5 separate regions of the Mus musculus genome follow, and regions 2, 3, 4 and 5 are each linked to region 1. A link is a contact called in public Hi-C and HiChIP or PLAC-seq data. All regions are on one chromosome and are shown on one strand. Each heading gives the region's core, a stretch centred on a gene start, on an enhancer-like site or on the middle of the called end of the contact. The rest is flanking DNA. Distances are from core to core; before and after follow the strand shown.

What was found. Hi-C and Micro-C count contacts between places; a contact is called where the count stands out from the background. HiChIP or PLAC-seq counts read pairs in DNA pulled down with a chosen protein or histone mark.
Region 2: a contact with region 1 is called in a Hi-C map of epidermal suprabasal cells, with 4 times the contacts expected there. The contact joins the enhancer-like site here to the promoter of A730056A06Rik in region 1. A contact is called at or near these places in 13 of 39 promoter capture datasets (the 3T3-L1 cell line, 3T3-L1-derived adipocytes, the C10 cell line and 8 more), 4 of 484 Hi-C or Micro-C datasets (embryonic retina, epidermal suprabasal cells and uterus), 8 of 115 datasets of contacts at active chromatin or transcription factors (embryonic basal ganglia, embryonic forebrain, embryonic hindbrain and 5 more) and 1 of 9 other capture datasets (embryonic stem cells).
Region 3: a contact with region 1 is called in a Hi-C map of cerebellar granule neurons, with 1.8 times the contacts expected there. The contact joins the enhancer-like site here to the promoter of A730056A06Rik in region 1. A contact is called at or near these places in 13 of 39 promoter capture datasets (the 3T3-L1 cell line, 3T3-L1-derived adipocytes, the HPC-7 cell line and 8 more), 8 of 484 Hi-C or Micro-C datasets (adipose-derived mesenchymal stem cells, cerebellar granule neurons, cerebellum and 3 more), 9 of 115 datasets of contacts at active chromatin or transcription factors (craniofacial prominence, embryonic basal ganglia, embryonic forebrain and 6 more) and 1 of 9 other capture datasets (embryonic stem cells).
Region 4: an H3K4me3 HiChIP or PLAC-seq map of neural tube shows a contact between it and region 1, with 17 times the contacts expected there. The contact joins the enhancer-like site here to the promoter of A730056A06Rik in region 1. A contact is called at or near these places in 12 of 39 promoter capture datasets (the 3T3-L1 cell line, 3T3-L1-derived adipocytes, embryonic stem cells and 7 more) and 12 of 115 datasets of contacts at active chromatin or transcription factors (astrocytes, craniofacial prominence, embryonic basal ganglia and 8 more).
Region 5: a Hi-C map of muscle stem cells shows a contact between it and region 1, with 5 times the contacts expected there. The contact joins the enhancer-like site here to the promoter of A730056A06Rik in region 1. A contact is called at or near these places in 11 of 39 promoter capture datasets (the 3T3-L1 cell line, the SN4741 cell line, cranial neural crest and 5 more), 1 of 15 datasets of contacts at CTCF or cohesin (embryonic stem cells), 6 of 484 Hi-C or Micro-C datasets (the C2C12 cell line, the HL-1 cell line, adipose-derived mesenchymal stem cells and 3 more), 11 of 115 datasets of contacts at active chromatin or transcription factors (astrocytes, craniofacial prominence, embryonic basal ganglia and 8 more) and 1 of 9 other capture datasets (embryonic stem cells).

Annotation. Positions count from the first base shown.
Region 1 is chr7:73,373,686-73,377,395 of GRCm38.p6, reverse strand. A730056A06Rik (RIKEN cDNA A730056A06 gene) reads left to right here and starts at 1,622. Exons shown (of 2, transcript NR_040325.1): 1 at 1,622-1,879. It overlaps Rgma (repulsive guidance molecule family member A), which reads right to left and starts at 1,876. Exons shown (of 4, transcript NM_177740.5): 1 at 1,508-1,876. The coding sequence starts at 1,521.
Region 2 is chr7:72,495,364-72,499,073 of GRCm38.p6, reverse strand. No RefSeq gene overlaps it. Among named protein-coding and RNA genes, the nearest start is that of Gm39035, 190 kb to the right of the region's middle. Within about 2 kb of position 1,598, at least 25 of the 459 cell types and tissues checked have an H3K27ac peak or open chromatin away from gene starts, as enhancers often do. A contact at or near this core is called in epidermal suprabasal cells, where this site is marked.
Region 3 is chr7:72,690,295-72,694,004 of GRCm38.p6, reverse strand. No RefSeq gene overlaps it. Among named protein-coding and RNA genes, the nearest start is that of Gm36865, 130 kb to the left of the region's middle. Within about 2 kb of position 2,029, at least 30 of the 459 cell types and tissues checked have an H3K27ac peak or open chromatin away from gene starts, as enhancers often do. A contact at or near this core is called in cerebellar granule neurons and cerebellum, where this site is marked.
Region 4 is chr7:72,772,157-72,775,866 of GRCm38.p6, reverse strand. The region is part of intron 3 of Gm36865 (a long non-coding RNA gene); the gene reads left to right. Among named protein-coding and RNA genes, the nearest start is that of Gm36865, 53 kb to the left of the region's middle. Within about 2 kb of position 1,681, at least 23 of the 459 cell types and tissues checked have an H3K27ac peak or open chromatin away from gene starts, as enhancers often do. A contact at or near this core is called in embryonic basal ganglia, embryonic forebrain, neural tube and 1 more, where this site is marked.
Region 5 is chr7:72,834,299-72,838,008 of GRCm38.p6, reverse strand. No RefSeq gene overlaps it. Among named protein-coding and RNA genes, the nearest start is that of Gm36865, 9.5 kb to the right of the region's middle. Within about 2 kb of position 1,793, at least 2 of the 459 cell types and tissues checked have an H3K27ac peak or open chromatin away from gene starts, as enhancers often do. A contact at or near this core is called in muscle stem cells, where this site is marked.

The DNA of each region.
Region 1 (3,710 bases), core at 373-2,872:
GGAAGTAGGCCTGCCTGAACAGCAGAAATTCTTCCCCTTGTGTGTGTGAAAAAAACAAAAAACAAAAAACAAAACAAAACCAACCAAACAAACAAACAAAAAAACCAAGAGGCCATTTGGGGGTACACTGTTCCCTTTCAGTGGAGATGGCATGACGCTCTTTCCCGTTCTTCAGTTACCCTAAGAGCACACTTTAGCATCTAATCTCTTTTCTAAGAGTCAGGGCTTAACATTAACTTCACAAATCACTATATAGGTACAGATGAACTAGAGAGTAGTAAAGTGACCGTGACAGGCTTGCCAGATCCCTGGACCAGATGCCTAGGGACAAAGGCAGGTGACCGTTTACTTTATTTTTGCTAGAAGAACCCAAAACTACACAGAAGGGAATGGCAGTCCTGGAGGTGATATCCTGCCACTAATACAATTCGTCATTCGGTCCTGAGAGCTAAGCTCCGGGCAGCGGGTGCTCAAGCCCCGCTTACAGGATGGCCTGAGCACTAGAGAAACAGTCTTTCTGGACACGTTGGCTAGTTCCCATCTCTCCATCTCCTCATATAGGGGAACTTTGAGAACGCCCAACTTCATGGCTTGTGAGGAAGGTACAGATCACCATTTCCGCTAGATGGCGATATTTCCCCTAATCCATCCGCTTCAAGACACCCAATTTATAAAATAAATACAATCCAACGCCTTCCGAAACCACACCACATAATAACAGCACACAGGCTCCCATTAAAGTTCCAGTCTCAGGAAACTGACTCCCTCGTCGAGAAAATCTAATGCAACTACTCTAGTAAGATGCAATCAAGAGTTGCATCCAAGTGTCATTCATATTTGCACCGGTCCCCCAATACACCTGTCCCTCTACCCCTAGTTAACACTCAGGGATGAGCCATGGCTCAAGTCAGGCGCTGAGTCCTCGTGGTGCCTTGCCTTCCTCTTAGGAACGTCGGACCTTTTGGGACCCTTGCCCCTTAGCCACCACCCCAAGTCTAGCACACCGGACGCTCCTAAGCAAGGGTCACTCACACTGTACAATGTACAATGCCGACGGCCCCGGGGCAGGTGCGTTCATTTCCAGCTTCTGCAACCCGGGCCTGGGTTAAGTGAGAGAATCCGGTTTCACCGTGGGTCAGCGGGGTGATCAGATCTGTCAAGAGCTCTGTGGGTCAGGGGGGCTCTCGCCTCCGGAAGAGGTGGCCGCGCAGGAGAGAGAGCTCCAGGCGGTACACAGTGGGTGGGACAGGCGCCGGGTCTGCCCAGCCACGCGCAGCGCCTACTGCCCTCATGGCAGCATCTTAGGGGGCTGGGGGAAAAGAAAAAACACCAAACCACAAAACTTTCCTGCTGCCAAGTGCGAAGGCGAGTCATCCGAGGCAAAACCCTAAGTGTGTGAGATGAGACACCGGGTTGGGGGAGCCACTAATCAGTGAGGCGGCGGAGCGCAAGTGTCCGCAGCGCCTTGGGGACCTCAGGACCCCGTGCCCCCGCTGTCCGCGCTTACCTTGGCGGCTGCATGAGCCCCTCCAGCCCGCGGGGGGTTGGCGCTGGCGGGGCTGCGCGCGAAGACTAGGTGTAGGGCGGTCGCTCGTGGGCCCCTGGGTGAGGTGGGAGGGGCCCGGCTGGCGCTGGTCCCCGCAGCTCAGCGGACTCAGTAGCGACCCGGGGCGCTCCGCCTGCTCCCCGGCTGCATGCCTGCGAGCGCCTGGAGGAGCGAGCCTCAGGAGCGGCCGGCTGGCCAGTGCTTCCCGGGCGCAGGGCTCGGGCGGCGTAGCTTGCAGTTCCGAGACGCCTGCAGAGTAGGGCGGCCCGGGCTAACCTGCTGCCTCGCCCGGCCTGTCGCCGCCACCGCCACCGCTGAGCGCGGCGTCGCGAGGTTCGTTTGCGCGCGGCAGGGAGGGGGCGGGCCGGGCACCCCGGGAGCGGGCGGGGGGGCGAGCGCGGGCGGAGCGGAGCAGAGGGAGGGGGAGGGGTGGGGTCTGGGCTCCAAAGGCCCCGCCCCGCCGCGGTCCCACCCTTGCTGATCCGCGCTAGTGGGTGTGTGAGGACGTAGGGGGTGAGCCTGCAGAAAGCGCACACTCTCCCTGCGGGCTCGCGATCCCAGGGTTCGAGCAGCAAGTGCAGCGACCCTCCCTTCCGCTAACGCATCCAACTTTCTTAACCCTGAGCCAGGTGGCTTGGAGTCCACGTTTTCAACCTGGGAGCCTACGGTGGTTAGAGGTTTCCAATCGTGGATAAATATTGACATCTGCCGAAAGTCACCTTTGTTCTATAGGGATTTTACTCCTATTTAGAATCTTATTGGAAAAAATAAATAATATGTATATTGCATGCACAGTGCGCGAATACACGCAGTCTGGAGTAAACAGACTGTCTTGTACTCCCCCACCCCTCCCTCTGCAGTCCAGCTCAGAGGTAACCTCCGGTCACAGCGTCTTCCTCCCCCGCCCCGCACCCTTCTCGCATAGATTGCCAGAGGAAACTCCGGGCTTCTCAAAAGGATTCTTCATGCAGCTCACGCACACAGTGGAGAGCACAGCCAGCCGCCAGCAGCTCATCTCCAGGGTCTCACCCCAACACCACGTATAGGTCTGAAACCCTAGCTGGGGTGTGAAGTCAGCCGGGACACACAGCTCACACTCAAATTATCACTGAACAGTTAGCGCTGCCAGGATATTTTATACAGGGGTTACGACCCGATCTTCTCTTAATCTGAACCAAGCGCTGGAATTTTGATAGGATGAGAACTCTGTATTTAATGAAAAGGTATCGTCCGTATTAAGACCCTCGTCGTTATTTATGCTGTGGTCTTAAGGGATGTGGTTTTGAACTCAATGTTCTGCGTTTATTGGCCAAATGAATTAGACTAGTCTATAACTGAGCTATAAATAAACTCCATGTGCTTTTAGCAGGAAGGGATTGGGCCTTGCAGTTGGCCCCGTTTCTAAAATTAGCCTCGACCTTGGACAAATCTTTTAGGTCTGCTGAGCCTCAGTTTCCTTGTCTATAAATAAGGGAGTTGTACAAGAAAGTGTGTGTGTGTGTTTACATTTCCTTTTTGTACTCTATCATCCTCTGCTTGGGGACACTCCTCCAACCCTGTCCCCAATTCTCAAATCCCAGGTGTTGTTTTCCCTAGCTCTGACATCAATCTGTAATTATACCTTTATTTGTGGCCTTCTCATCATACTCAAGAGATCAGGAACCACCTTGGGGTCATCATGCCATCCTCAGCACCCAGGAGAGCCTGGTGTATAGCAGAGGCACAATAATTGTTATCACTTGGGTCATTTTCTTCCTCCTCCCCCTTGGGTTTTGGTTGTTTTGTTTTGTTTTGTTTTAACACTTTGCAGTCTTAGTCGTTTATTTCCTTTTTGTACATTAGGCCACGAATCTACATGCAATGGGCTCCAAAATCTCCGGCTCTTTTCCGTAGTCCTCACAAAGAGTGCTTCTCTGGATGGCACAGGCTGGCCCTTCAGCTGAGCCCAGGTGCCCTTCTCCTTAGCTTCCGTTTTCTTCTGATCGTTCTCCTTCACCCGCTTCAGGAGTTGTCTCTGCTCTTTGAGTGCTTGATGTGCTCAATCCGCACATTGATCCTCTCGGCCAACATCTTGCCCTTAACTTGCTTGTTTACAATTATGCCCATGGCATGCTAGTGACATTGTAGACTCTCCTGGGTTTGCTGTGGTAACACTTATGGGGCA
Region 2 (3,710 bases), core at 349-2,848, 880 kb after region 1:
TGTGTGGTGGCTCTGGCCAGGATTGATTTGAATTGGGAGAGCAGAAGCTGGTTAGGAAATGCTTCCTGGGCTGCTGGGGAGGATAAAATAGGCCTGGCCGAGAGCAGATCTGAGGGGAGCTTTCCAATCAGATTTAACTGTACGTGTACCTATATTTGGACTTTAATACTGTGATGTCTGTGTTCAGGTAAGCTTGCTCTATGTCTCTCTTTCACAATTGAGAAAGAGGGACAGAGAAGGCTTCTGTGACAACCACTACCCCTCCCCCACCACACAGCCTACATAGGAAACCACAGAAGAGAAGTCTTAAAAATTTGTGACAAGGACGTCAAAGTGTAGCTCTCCACAGTTGATGGCTTCTGGCAGGGGTGCGGGTGAGAAAGGACTCCATTTTCTTTAAGGGGCTGGCCACTGGGAGTATGACCATGCTCCAGTGAGTGTGTGGACAACACAAAGAGAACTCATTTTTCCTTTTCCTCTTCTTTCTCCTCTTCTTCTTCAAACCTGGGAGGACTGGGAAGTGAGTATGATCTCAACCACCACCACCACACCACTTATTTAAACACACACACACACACACACACACACACACACACACACACACATACACATACACACACACATACACAAACACACACACACATACACATACACACCACACACACATACACACACACACACACACATACACACACACATACACACACACATACACACATACATACATACACATACATACACACACACATACACACACACACATACAAACACACACATATACACATACACACACATACACAAACACATACTCACACACATACACACACACATACTCACACACATACACAAACACACACACATACACAAACACACACACACATACATATATACAAACACACACACACATACACATACAGACCACACACACATACACACACACATACACATACACACACACACATACACAAACACACACATACACATATACATACATACACATACATACACAAACACACACATACACACACACATACAAACACACACACATATACACATACACACACATACACAAATACATAGTCATACACATACACACAAACAAAAACACATACTCACACACATACACAAACACAAACACATACTCACACACATACACAAACACACACACACATACACACACATACAAACATACACACACATATACACATATACACACATACACAAACACACACACATACTCACACACACACATACCCAAACACACACATACACAAACACACACACATACACAAACACACACACATACACAAACATACACATACACAAACACACACACATACACACACATACACAAACACACACACACACACATACACAAACACACACACACGAACACACCCCCATACCACACAAACACATATACCACACACACAAGCCACACACACACACCCTTGTTGCTGTGTGTCTGACTTTGAGAAATTCAGTAAAGAATGATTCCTGTCTGGCGATCTTGCTCCCTGGATTTGAGCTGCTGACTGTGCTAAGTCTGAGGGTTTTGCTTCCAGGCTTCTAAAGATTGCTTCTGTTGCCCGTATCTGTTGTTAACAACACCTGCTCAGACTTGTTTCTGTCTGCAAGTCTCTGCACACTCAGCTATTGCAGTATGGGTCAAAGAGCATCAGTTTCAAACTGGCTGACAAGACTGATTTACAGCTCCTGTGTTCCCAGTAATCTCATCTTGGCATTTATTGTTAAGCTCTTAGATAACATCTAAGGATGAGATTAAAATGCAAATTGAGAACAATACTGAATCAGGACAATGATTTATCGTGTATTGGATCTTCAGTTTCTCATACAATGCCCTGCCGTTCCTATACGTTACTTCATTTAGGTTTCACAATAATGATAAGGGAAATTGATAGTGTGTATAAGTGGTAATGGCAGGACACAAACCCAGGCTGACAAACTCCAGGGTCTATGGTCTCACCAAGATCAAGGCCTAGGTAAAAACCCAGAGCTGAAAGCACAAGTTCATGCCAGCAGTTCTCAGCCAGAGCTTGTGAATAAAAAACGCAGCTATACTAGGGGCTGAGAGGGCTGCTCCGTGGCAGTGTTGGACTAGCACATGCAAGACTGAGTTCAACCTGTAACATGAACATTTAAAAGAAACAAACGGAGACAGGAAGGAAATAAAACAAAAGAAGAAAGAAAAACAGTAACACACACACACATTTATTTACACATACCAGACACGCTCCTTCTGTCTTTCCATGTATGGAAAAGTAGAGTAATGGAAGAAAGGAAGAGGCAGAAGGAAGTTGAGGAAGGAAGGCAAAATTAGACCAGAGAAGGACCTCTGAGGTCATCTAGCATCAGGAGACATGACTCACGGTGCATATGTTAAGAAAGCACAGGAGGCGCATCTTATACTTCTCAGCCAGCTCCAGCTATAGCTTATGGTATCACCAAATTGAAATCAAAGCAACCCTGCTTCAGAGACCTTTCCATGGCAACTCTGTAATCTGCTCAATGTCCAGCAAGACTCTCTCCAGTTACCCAGTAAACAATGCCCAGGCAAAGTTGTAATGGGTCATTTTGCATCATAGCGTATTTATTTTAACTTGCTTTTATATTTTGTGGGTACTTTCCAAGTTTTAGATGTTATCCACAAAGGGACAAATGTTTCACATCAGGCTGGGAGGAGACGAGATGGGGCAGGCATAAACAGAGTCAGGATTAAAAAAAAAAAAAGGAAAAGGAAAAAGAACTACCATGTTAGAATATTTATAATTCATGAGCTTGAAAAAACCCACAGTCCTTTGCTTTGATAGTGTTCATTATTAAAGAATTTAAGAAATGACATATCCGACTTCCCGGGCTGTTCCTCATGTTTAGCTCACTGTTTGCTAGAAGGGATGAATAGAGCAGCCTCCCATGCGCAGGTGGACCTGTTGCCAGTGTATCTCAGCTCAACCGGGTGTCTCATTCTCATGACTAGCTCAATGATACACCCAACCACAGCCTAGATTGGTTGCTATTGTTCCGCCACTTTTGCCTGTACATACACCCAGAGTGAGGGAAGTCAATGTACTCTTGAGCAACTATGGGCTGCATGTTTCATCTCCAGTCTAACTTGGACATGGGTCTGAAGTGTGCTTAATTTTTTCACACTGCTGAACTATCTTTGCAGTGGTCTGGCCTCAGCCTCTTCATTACAAACCACTTCAAAGCACACTCACTCTTGGAATGGGCTTTTCTCTTCACGCTTTCCTCCTCTTTCCTTTAAGCTTCACTCCTAAAAACAAAGTGCTTGCCTCCAAATGTGAGTCTTGACTTGTCTCAAACACTGCTTCTTGGGAGAATCTGGGCTAAAGGGAGACTATTATTCTATTTAAGTATCAGACCACTCTGTTTCTTGCTTTGTGAAATGTTAGGTGATATGTATGTGAAATAATGACCTGAGATCTACTGTTACTGGAAATGTAATGCAAATCCATGCTTCCTCTTACATAGGTTAACTTCCTTTAGGGAATGATAAAATCAAATCTGCTCACCATTGGTCTAGAAAGAAAGGCATGAACTTTGGGTTTGCCCCAGGTTTGGGGTTTCATCTCACCACTGTCTTGTGGGTTGTGGCATCTTCCATGATACGTGCAACATATTTAGTTTCCCTCAGGACTTAGTTTATGTCTGTGATATCCATGAAGTGT
Region 3 (3,710 bases), core at 780-3,279, 680 kb after region 1:
AGCATGTGCAACACTGAAGAATATCATCAACATGAGAAATAATTGATCAAGATCAAGGAACCAAAACGATTTTTAAGAATAATTTAAAAGTTCTTTGGGATTTTCATACCATATATCTTGATTATATTCATTCCTTTATTTGTTCTTCCCATGTCCACCCCTTTCTCCCTAACTTCCTACATTCATGTTCCCTTTGTCTTTTTTTTTTTTTTAATCCAGTGAGTCTAATTTTTGGTTCAAATATTCTTGCTTTTTTAGGACCAACCCCTGGATGGTGCTTTGTGTATCATGGGTCAAACCTTTAAAGAAAACTGACTCTTCCTTTCCAAGAAGCTCTCAATTGTCACTGGCTCATCAGCTAGAGGTGAGACTTGGGACCCATTTGCCTGTTCCATTCTGAGATTTTGTCTGGCTTGAACTTGTTCATGACATATGCCTGTTGTCACAACTGCTGTGAATTGGTTTGTGCAATTGCCCTAGCATATCAGAAAACCCAATTTCCCTGTAGTTGTCCAGTCCACAGTCTTAGGGCCTTTCCAAACCCTCTTCTTCAGTAGTTCCTGAGTCTTGTAAGGAGAGTGTGATAGAGATGTCTCAGGTAGGGCTAAGCTCTCTACAGTCTCTTCTTCTATTGACCAGCTGTGTATGGAGCTCTGTATTAACAGCTGTCTACTGCAAGAGGAAGCCTCTCTTGTGAGAGCTGAGAAATGCATGAATCTCTGGACATAGCAAGAAGGATTAATAGTATTTCTATTTAGCAGGATTGTAATAGATTCTACCATCAGGCCTCTGACTTATTTAGCTATTGGTTCTTGGTTTGATTAACAGTATGGGTTTCATCCTACAGTGCAAGCCTTAAAGTCATGAAGAAAGTATTTGATTGTTTTTATAACATTCAGGCCACTATTGTGTAAGTCACCGTAACTGACTTATTATTTTGGCTTGCAGGGTTCACAAGTGGATGAGGCTAATGCCTACTTTGCTCCTTCTGTTGTGCACCTAGAATCTTCCAGCACTATGACAGCTAGCAGCTGAGGAAGAATACCCGAATTTTCCATTTCTGTTCAATATAGTATTTGAGTTCTTAGCCAGAACAATAAGAAAAATGAAATAGATAAAGTACAGGTAGGAAAGCGAAAAAGTGAAAGGATCGTTATTTGAAGATATGATTCTGAATATAAGACTCTAAAGAATCCACTAGAAAACTCATGCAGCTGATAAGCATACTCTTTTCCTCCCCCAACTCCTCCTGGAACTTACCCAACCAATTTCATATTCTTTCCACATTCTCATAAACAAATAAATTAACAACCTAGATTTAAAAACAAACAAAAACAAAACAAGTACCAAAACAAAACCAAAAAAGGCACACAAAAACATCATATTTATTTTGCATTGAGGAACTCTTCTTGGTCCTGGGGCCTGCTGTGGCATGTCACTGATATATTGACATTTTAATTTGAGTCTTTTCAACCAAAATATTCTGACAAATACACTGGTGTATCTGGGCTCAGCAGCCAAGAAAGTCTTGGGGAACACTGAGTTTGATGTTTGATGTCAGTTTACTCTCTACTTCCTTTTTCCTTGTAACTTGAAAAATTAAAAACCAAGGCTTAGATTCATCAATGAGAAGTATGAATCATGTACCGCCTAGAGACGCCTATTCCCCATGTCATGATGTGTTATCCAGGAAGCCTGATGACAGAGCCCCTTTGTAATACTTACTTGGGAAGTGAGGTCTGACTTAAACCATTTCATTTCACATTTATGTAGAAATAAATGCTTCAAAGCATTTTTATAAATGTTCCTTCTGATTTCTCCTCCTTCCACCCGCATTGTACAGGACGTGTTGGTACCTATCTGTTGAGTCAGCACTAAATTCTACAGGAACACATTCAGAGGGATTAGCGTTTCCTCCACGGTGTCTGGCATCTTTTCAATCCCGGATGTTAAACTCGGGGAAGAACCAGAATGCACAGGCACTAACTGGCCTTGGTGACTAACACAGCCCCCTTTCTCCTCCAACCCACCGAGTAGCAAAGGGTGTTCCTGCGAAGAATGCTCCAGAAAGCACAGGCATCTTCGATGCTACTGGGTGTTGGTTTTGGGTGAACTGTATCTTATCTGGCAATCCTTTTTTTTTTTTTTTTTTTTTTTTGAGCAAAAGATCTTGGATTCATGAGCTGTAAAGGTGACATTCTGTGGTGGCGAAGTGAAAGCTTACACAACATAAGTAAAGTATGAGCCATTCATGCAGATTTTAAGCTTCAAAAATTCCCTTTATCTTGTTTTGCTCTCTTTTTATCGAGTCTGGAAGCAGATGGCACGATGCTTAACCTGGCAACCATCTTTCACCACAAGCAGCATTCGGAATAAGTGGATCTGACTGAAGGGCATCAGCTCCTGCTGCTAGGGACTCTCTGGAAGCCTCCTTTTTTTTATTCCCATTCTTCAGTTGTCACCTGTGGCAGGAATTGAATGCCCTTTCCTTCTTCCTCCTCATGACTCCATTACAGTAAACACCATGTGATTTTTCAATGTCTAGTGAATGGAACAGATTGACTGTATTTCTTCCTGCTGAGAGGTGGCAAAGCTTTAGCAGGTGTGACTGACTTTCTGCTTCATGTCACTCAGGCTATGGACATTTCTGGCCCCTTACTCATCTCGAAGATGGTGCCCTCATTTAAAATGATAGAAATTACCATGATGTCTAGAATCTGAAACATGCTCAGGATACATTAGTTTTGTCTGGTGCCAATCTTTGTGTGGACTAATGAGCACAACAGGCACCTATTGTTTACAAATAGCAATGCCATTTTATTATTTGAACGGAGCTTAGAGTTAATGGGTTAGGGAACCAGGGAGAGGCTAGATCTCATAATATTCTTCCTCATACTTTGTGTATGTAGTCAGGTTTTGAAAAATGCAGCAGAAATACACTGACAATACTTAGAAGTATTGCATACTATGTGGGTTATGGTTTTGTGGTACTTTGAGAGAAAGCAATAGTTCCCAGAATGCACAGCCTCATGAGACATCATACCCAGCAGTCCCCAACCTTTTAAACCATAAAAGTACCACACATAATGAGAAGTAGCATCTAAATTCTGAAATTGCTGCCTCTGCCAGTCTTTTCTCCAATGTATGTCCTTGACATCCAGCCAAAATGAGGTGCTTGTGATTGTACGGGTGTCTCCATGGAGCCCCTGTTCTATGCCAGTACTTTCCGAAGATTGCTATTCCTCATTACTATGGCTCTATAGCATAACTTGAAATCAAGTATGGTGATGTCCCCATATTGTTCTATAGGCTAATTATTGTGATGGCTACTCAGTACCCTATTCACTTCCATTGTAATTAGGATTTTTATTTATTTATTTATTTTTTTTACATCAGCGAAATACATTTTTGGAATTTTGATGGTGATTACATGGAATCTGAAGCTTTGGGCATTATAGTGATTATCACAAGAGTAATCTCCAATCCATAAGCATTCGAGATTTGTTAATAGAAGTGCCTCAAATAGAGAGAAAAATGAGAGGAAGATCTTGGGAAATCAGAAAGGAGAACAAAGGATAAAAGAGGCAGTTGGAATGGGTTGAGCACTCAACAGGGTCCTTTTCTTTATGAGTTACAAGCCAAATCTAGCTCTTGAAATAAAGGCTAGGATGCCACCCAGTACTCAAATTATGGATTCTCTGTCCACTCTT
Region 4 (3,710 bases), core at 432-2,931, 600 kb after region 1:
GAGAAATCAATGTACTTATGTGCGTTTGGACATCTGGACATGACAAATGGCTTTCTCCATCTAAGCTTGTCCTTGCTTGCTCTTTCAACTACCATCTGTGTGGCTTTCTCTAGACACTTTTCATGTGGGGACCATTTCTAAGTCCTAGGTCAGAAAAATGGGCAAGGGTAGAACCTTATTATCAGATATCTTCTGAGTATTTATCATGAGGTTTACTTACATTTTCCCATTCAATTCTCATGAACAAGGTGAGGATAAATACATTCTAAAGCTGAAGGGAGAAACTAAGGGTTAGAAAACCCTGTTTAGAGATGCAGCACCCAGTAAGTGGGTCCTTTCCCTCTGGGCACAGATGGTGACAGATTCTGTGGGCCATAGGAGATGAAATGAAAACAGAAATCCAGTTTGTCAGGAGCTCAAGAGAGGTGAGAGGAAGCAAGAGAGGGAGGGGTTCTGAAGGCGCTGCAGATAAGGACCGGGTATCTCCACAGGCAATTTTTGCACACATCTCTGCTAACCTTGAGTTATGTTTCTAGAACTGGAACAAAATACTAGACAGAATAAACTTAAAAGAACAAAGGGTATATTTTGGCTCACAGAGTCAATGGTTTTAGCCCATGGTCGTTTGGTCCTATGGCTTGTGGTGAGGCAGGATATCATGGTGAGAGTATTTGGCTGCACAAAGTTCCTCACCTCGTGGGAAGGAGGGGGAAAGGGGACGTAGAAAGAGAGAAAGGGAGGAGAGGTAGGGTGGGAAGAGGAAGAAAGAGGGGGTGTGGAGGAGGGGAATAAAGGGAAAGGTAGAGGCAGAGGGCAAAGGAAGAGAAGAGAAAGAGAAAGATGGAGGGAAGAGAGGAGAACAGGGAGGTTGGGGCTGGGGAGAGGGCGGAAGGAAAGAAGAATAGGAGCAGGTTTCCAACATCCCCTTCTGGGCCTGCTCACCACCTCCCCAAAGCACCACATGGCTGGCGACTAAGCCTTTAGCATATGGAACTTTGGAGGACCTTTAATGTCCACACAGTAACATCCCACAATGCATCACTGCAGTTTGTCTTGTCTGCTGCCCCGTGGGCTTGACTCTCCCCAGTGCTTCCTGGACTCCTAGCCTCCTTGTCAGCCTCTGCAGCCCAGCATCCTGCTGTCATAAGTCAGCCTCAGACAGTTCCCAAGGCTCATCTCTCATGATCTGCATTCTCTCCCCTCCCCTGCCTCCCCTTAGGTGCTGGTGTTAAATGTTCTTGTCAGAAGCAACTATTTACAGGCCATTAACAACAGAAAGGATGATTAGGATGAATAATGCATGCTGCCAGTCAGGGGCTTTAGTATTCAGTACAGGCCTCTTCCCAGGCCAGGCGAGGGGTTGCTATGGAGTATGCTACTTCTTGAGAGCCCAATAACATGGAGAAGCAAGGGCAGGCTGCTGTGGGCAGGGAAAACTTAGTCTCTTAAGCTCATCCTTTGAGAGAAAAGCAGAAGAGATGGGGGTTTGTTGCATTTGTTCTTTGCAGATATTTTCACCTTTCTTCCCCAACATGTCCCCATTACACACAGACACACACACACAGACACACACACACACACACACACACACACACACACACACACACGGGTATTGTAACCCGGGAGACCCAGGTGCAGCTGTGCAATGACTGTGCAATCCATGCCCACATTACCATTTAAATCCTAGTAACATTTGTCTTCTAGTTTCTTTGAAAAATAAGGCTTATAGAAAGTGAATGTATTCAAGGGACTAAGTGCATAAGCAATAGATGGCTGTCAAACACATTCTCTCTCTCACACACACACACACACACACACACACACACACACACACACACACACACATACACCCCTCACACACATTTCTTGATCTCCAGCTGGTAATAGAGATAGATTAACCATCACAGAGGCTCATATCAGAAAGCCCAAGAAGCCATGGTTCTTTCTGATCATTATTGTGACTGGATACATTCTAACAGAAAAGAATGGCCAAGAGAGGACTCAGTCAATCTAGTGACCATTGCTCTTTTTCTGTATAATTTCTCAATGATAACATCAGAGAGAGTAAGTGAGTCTCATCCCAGGATCCTCCTAATTATCAACTTTTAGGCAATATCTTTTCCATATGCTTATCTGTGTTACTATATGGAATCAAGAGAACTGACTATCTAGCAGAGAAGAGGTCTGTACTATTAACAAATTGCTTTGCTATGCAGAAATCAAGGCCATTTGAGGTACCGGTCTAAAAAGTCATATTTGGCAATAATGAGTTCCATGTTTTTATTTGTATTAGGGCATTTTTCAGGATCTATTTCATAGGCTTTTCTTTCTGTCTTCTGTAGCATGAGATTCCTGCAGAAGTGACATTGAGCTCATAAGTACAGGTGCATTAGTGTTGAAAGGCAATGTTGGCCAGAAGGATGCTGGGTTAGGTCACCTGCTCTCTTCAACTGCTCCCGGGAAGGAATTGTAAGGAAGAGTTTATTTTCTGCTAGCTGAACAGAGGTGGGACTGAACCACACTAGTCCTCAGCATAAGTTCATCACACCTATTTATTTTATGCCCACCTTCCCTGCTTTACCTTTCTTATTGCCCTCTAGATTTCTCTGAATATGTTTACAGTGCTCTAAATGCATACAACCCTTGGTCTAGACCCTTTTGGAAAGCAGGATGGACTCTGGGTTCTGACATTCTCATCTTCAAGTCTGACCTTCCACTTTCCTTCTAAGCAGCAAACATAATATTTGAGTTACCTTTCCAATTTCTTTCTCTGGCATGTGGTTTTAGACATCTTTATTGCTTTAGCTGTGTTTTCCTCCACACTCATGTCTGTGTTGCTTACACAGAAATGCAGGTGTTTGTGGGTTCGGCTCCCCAAGCTCATTTGTTTGCTAACCCTGCAACCAAACTCATCATATTTTGAGAGATTCTTCATCAACAGACTAGAGCTCCATTTCAGCCTTCAGCGACCCAGAGGCCCAAATAAGAAGTCCACCTGTAGGGTTTAGCTCCTTGGGTACTTTCTCTAGCTCCTCCATTGGGGGCCCTGTGATCCATCCAATAGCTGACTGTGAGCATCCACTTCTGTGTTTGCTAGGCCCCGGCATAGTCTCACAAGAGAGAGCTATATGTACCCCGGAGCTCTTGACTCTAGCTGCATATGTATCAAAAGATGGCCTAGTCGGCCATCACTGGAAAGAGAGGCCCATTGGACTTGCAAACTTTATATGCCCAGTACAGGGGAACGCCAGGGCCAAAAAGTGGGAGTGGGTGAGTAGGGGAGTGTGTGTGGGGGTATGGGGGACTTTTGGGATAGCATTGGAAATGTAAATGAGGAAAATACCTAATAAAAATATTAAAAAAAAAAGAAGTCAGCCTGTTGTTGATGGCTTCCTGGCAGCTAGAACATGGTCAAATAGCCCAGGCTTAATTAATTGGATATTGCTACCTGGGATGGTGAGTTGAAACAATGAACATGAAAACACAAATATTTCTTTGCAAATCTACCAGCAAAAGTGATGTGTCAAAGGTCAGCTCAAGTAGCATCAAGAAGCAGTGGGGTCTATGATCAACCTGATCAATCTGCTCTTATAACCTTGACTCTGATTTCTGAGTCCCAGCCCTTGCTCATTTCCTTTCTACAATTCCACCATCCTCACTTTCTTTGCACTTTTCCAGTAAGACTTGTGATTTGGGTTCAACAGAACCTG
Region 5 (3,710 bases), core at 544-3,043, 540 kb after region 1:
ATGGTGTTTTTCTTTTCTTCTTCTTTCTTTTCTTTTGTTCAACTGTACTTGGAATCTAGGCAGGGTTTTCCCTGGATATTTTTCTTGGCCAAATTCCTCACATAAAATTTGCATTATTCTAAAAGCTGGTGCGTTTTCTTTTTGTCCAAAAGAAAAATTATAAAATTGTGCTGTTCTACAAAGCCAAGGACATAATAAGGTCCCGGAGGACCAGGGACAGTTTCTCCTTGACCCTAGATTATAGGACTATAATAATGTTGCCGTTAGCCATAGAGAAAGCAGCTGGTTCCTTATCGGTATTTATATAGTAAGGAAAATGAAGACAGAAATTCCCCACTGCAGATGTTGGTGTAAGCTGCTCGCTTGTCTAAGTTACAAGATTAGTTTTAGCAATTACATTTGGTATCCAATAATCTGAGAATCGGTTCTTCTTTGTGTTTCCTGATATTCACCATTCTCTCCTACCCTGGACAAAGAGAGCTGTGTACATCACAGAGGTCAGGAAGCATACCTAGGCTTTCTCAGTCCCCAGGAAATTATCTCCTTTTCTGTACCCACTTCAGTGCAGCAGTCTGACTTCTCCCTGATGCAGGGGATGCTTCCCTCAAAGAAAATGCTCTGCATCTAAAATTCTTATCTGAAAACTGAAAAAGAGCCTTGACTTTGTTGGTTTTCTAGAAGAACAGTCTGGAGTTCTGTGCGGGATGCACCCCAGTGTCGGAGCCTAGAGGGGTAGGCTGGAGTTGTACAGGTTTTCTTGGGTTGTACCTTCCTGATGGTATACCTGCTCATCTCCAGGTGCTCTTTAAATCTTGGGTCATTCAAGAGGCTGCCAAAACAATTGTATTCATGATCACAACGATGGAAGGTTGGTACCTGGCATGTTTACAACCTCTTACCTTTGCATAAAGTGCACACAGCTTGCTGGGGTTTGCAGCTCAGAGATAGAGTTGTTTGTTCCTGTGAGTGAGCTGTTGGTTAATACCCTCCAAGAGATGGTTAGGGGAGAGACAAAATGAGATGTATCTATGTGGGAAAACACAGCTTGTCACTAGATCACCTTCAGCTATTAGTTATTTAGTTTCAAGAGTTATTCATCTAAATTCCTGTAATTAATACACCCACTTCAAACCCACCCACTTCTACTGGCTAGTGTGTTCAAGAAGGTAAAGTGTGTGCAGCTGGCTAGCTTCTCCCCCATTGCCATTGTCTGTATTGTCAGGAAAGAAAGACAACACACAGGAATGCTTATGAATAATTCAAGTCCTGGAGAGAAGGCCATTCCATGACCCAACACAAACCTTCGCATCAATCGGCATTGTTAAAATTAATCCTGCGAAAGCCAACCTCCTCCTTCAGATGTGAGAATATAAGGCCATTCTGATTTGCAAGCAAAGAGGTCCTCACATAAGAAAATCAATTTAAACCCAGAGTGACATTTCGGGTTTGATTCAGTCAGCATTGTCTGGCTTGCATTATTTAATAGGCTGCGTCTACAATGACCTCTGAAGAGTTAAAACTCACGAACAGGGGAGCTGAGTGCTATCTATTATAATTTTGACTTTAATGATTAGAAACACGGGATACATTCCTCTGGAATGTCAGCTCTGAGTGGTTTCCATTGCAGCTCATCTATTAGGAAGGAGCATGACCCCAAAGATTTTTCTGACCTCATTTGGGTCTTGTGACTCATTTGGTCAAGCGTTTCAAAACTGAAATTCAGGAGAAGCTCTAGAGAACATTCTGACTGGCCCTGGTGGAAAGCGACACCCTAGCTGGGCATGCCAGAGTAGTGCCCTTCATAGGCCACAAGCTAAAATGCCTCAGAGGCAGCACAAACTGTTTTATGCAGAAAGTCTTTCTAGATGAAAATGCTACGGATTGTGCAACAGAGAAAACATGCTTGACGAATGTCCTGCTTGCTCAAGGTGACTCTGACATCAATCTCACTGATACAAAAGTGAAGGATCTTGTGGTCATTGGGAAGATTCAAGATTCAAATATATTTTGGGGGATTCAACTTAATCTGTGCTATGTGAGGGGCTACATAAGTTTCTCCCCTAAGCTATACTTGATTGATTATATCACCTGTGCATCTATTTAAGACAGTACCATTTCACATGCCTCCAATTTTTAAAAATTTTTAATAGAAAATGAAATTCCTACATATGATACAAACTTGAGTTGGAACAGCTAAGAACAACTTAGGTCAGGGTTTGGCAGTCATAGGCCAGAGCCAGCCTGCTTTCTAGTTCCAGTAAATAAGGCTTTGTTGGAACATACCCTGACAGGGTCATTTTCAGATATTGTTGAAAGAATTAATTTTTAGTTTTCAGCACGTGTATCTGTGTTTATCTGTGTGTTTGTGCCTGAGTGTAATGCCTGCAGTGGCCAGAAGAGGGTGTTAGCTCTTTATGAACTGTAGTTATGTGTGGTTGTGAGCCCTCTAGCATGGGTTCTGGGAAATGAAGTGTGGTCCTCTACAAGAGCAGTGTAAGTTCTTAACTAATGAGACAAAGGTCCAGACCCTCATCAGTTCCTGTTGCTATTTGCAGAACACAGTAGTGGGATTAAGTGGCTATAACCAAGATCTGTCTCCATTCCTGAAAGGCTAGGAATATTTACTCATTTTCTTTTTGTGTACAATTCCTTTCTTGAGGAAGCCTAGAGTGCACAGTGTAAGTGGCAGGGTTTATAGAAACCTGCTGAAAGCACAGGATGCTTAGGACTGAACTATTGGAGCACTAGCTTGGAAAGCTGATGAGATTGTTGGGGAAAATGCAAATACCCATTCCTTGTACTCTGGCAAAGGAAAGAGTCAGAGCTGGAGTTTGATGACATTACTCCTAGAAACTTGTCCAAGTTCAAGAGATGGACGCACTGAGATAACAACAATTCTTCAGATAGCCACGTGGTCTCACTATGGCTAGTCTAGTGTTTAGGCTTTAAAAATAATAAAGCCAGCTAGTAATTATTGTCTTCTGTTTGTGTGCCAAAAGGCAAGATCAGGCAACTGTTCTCTGAAGATCAATTGTCTTCACATTTTACACTTAGTTTGCTGGACGTGAGAAACGGGCAGCAGGCTGGATTTGGCATGTGGAACATAGCTTGCCAATGTCTGGATCAGATGAAAGTCATGTTAGGCTTCTTGTTCTGTTGTTTAGCTTCTGTGTTCCATAGCCCTCCAAGTTGCCAAGTGCTAACTTGGTCTAATCTACTGGGAGACTTAGGAGGAACTGGCAGCATTGACTTTCCAGTAAAGAAAAGATAAAATGGTTTTCCACAGTACCCACAGTGGAGTATCAACCATCCAGCCCAGGGCTGGGCACAGATATGCACTTAGCATGTAACTGAAAGAATGATATCATGAGGCTGCCCTGACTTGTGATATCATACTTTCAGGACACCTGGACAGACAGCTGGTTCCCTCTGCAATGCTTCTACCCATGTATCTCTGACTCTAATGAATACTTGAGAATCCATTTAGTAAATATGTGAAATGGACACATTTATTGCAGGACGCTATGTTTATTTTGTATAATTATTGAAAATGTGTGAGGTGTCCTGGCATAACTGGCTTGGGGTGTGGTCAGGTTTTAATCCCACCTTGTCCAAAATTTGAACTTTTTAAAATTGAGAAATAATTTAAAATATAAGAAACACAACATCAGCTAAGTTTCCCATGCTCATCTCTTGTGTTATCTTCTGTC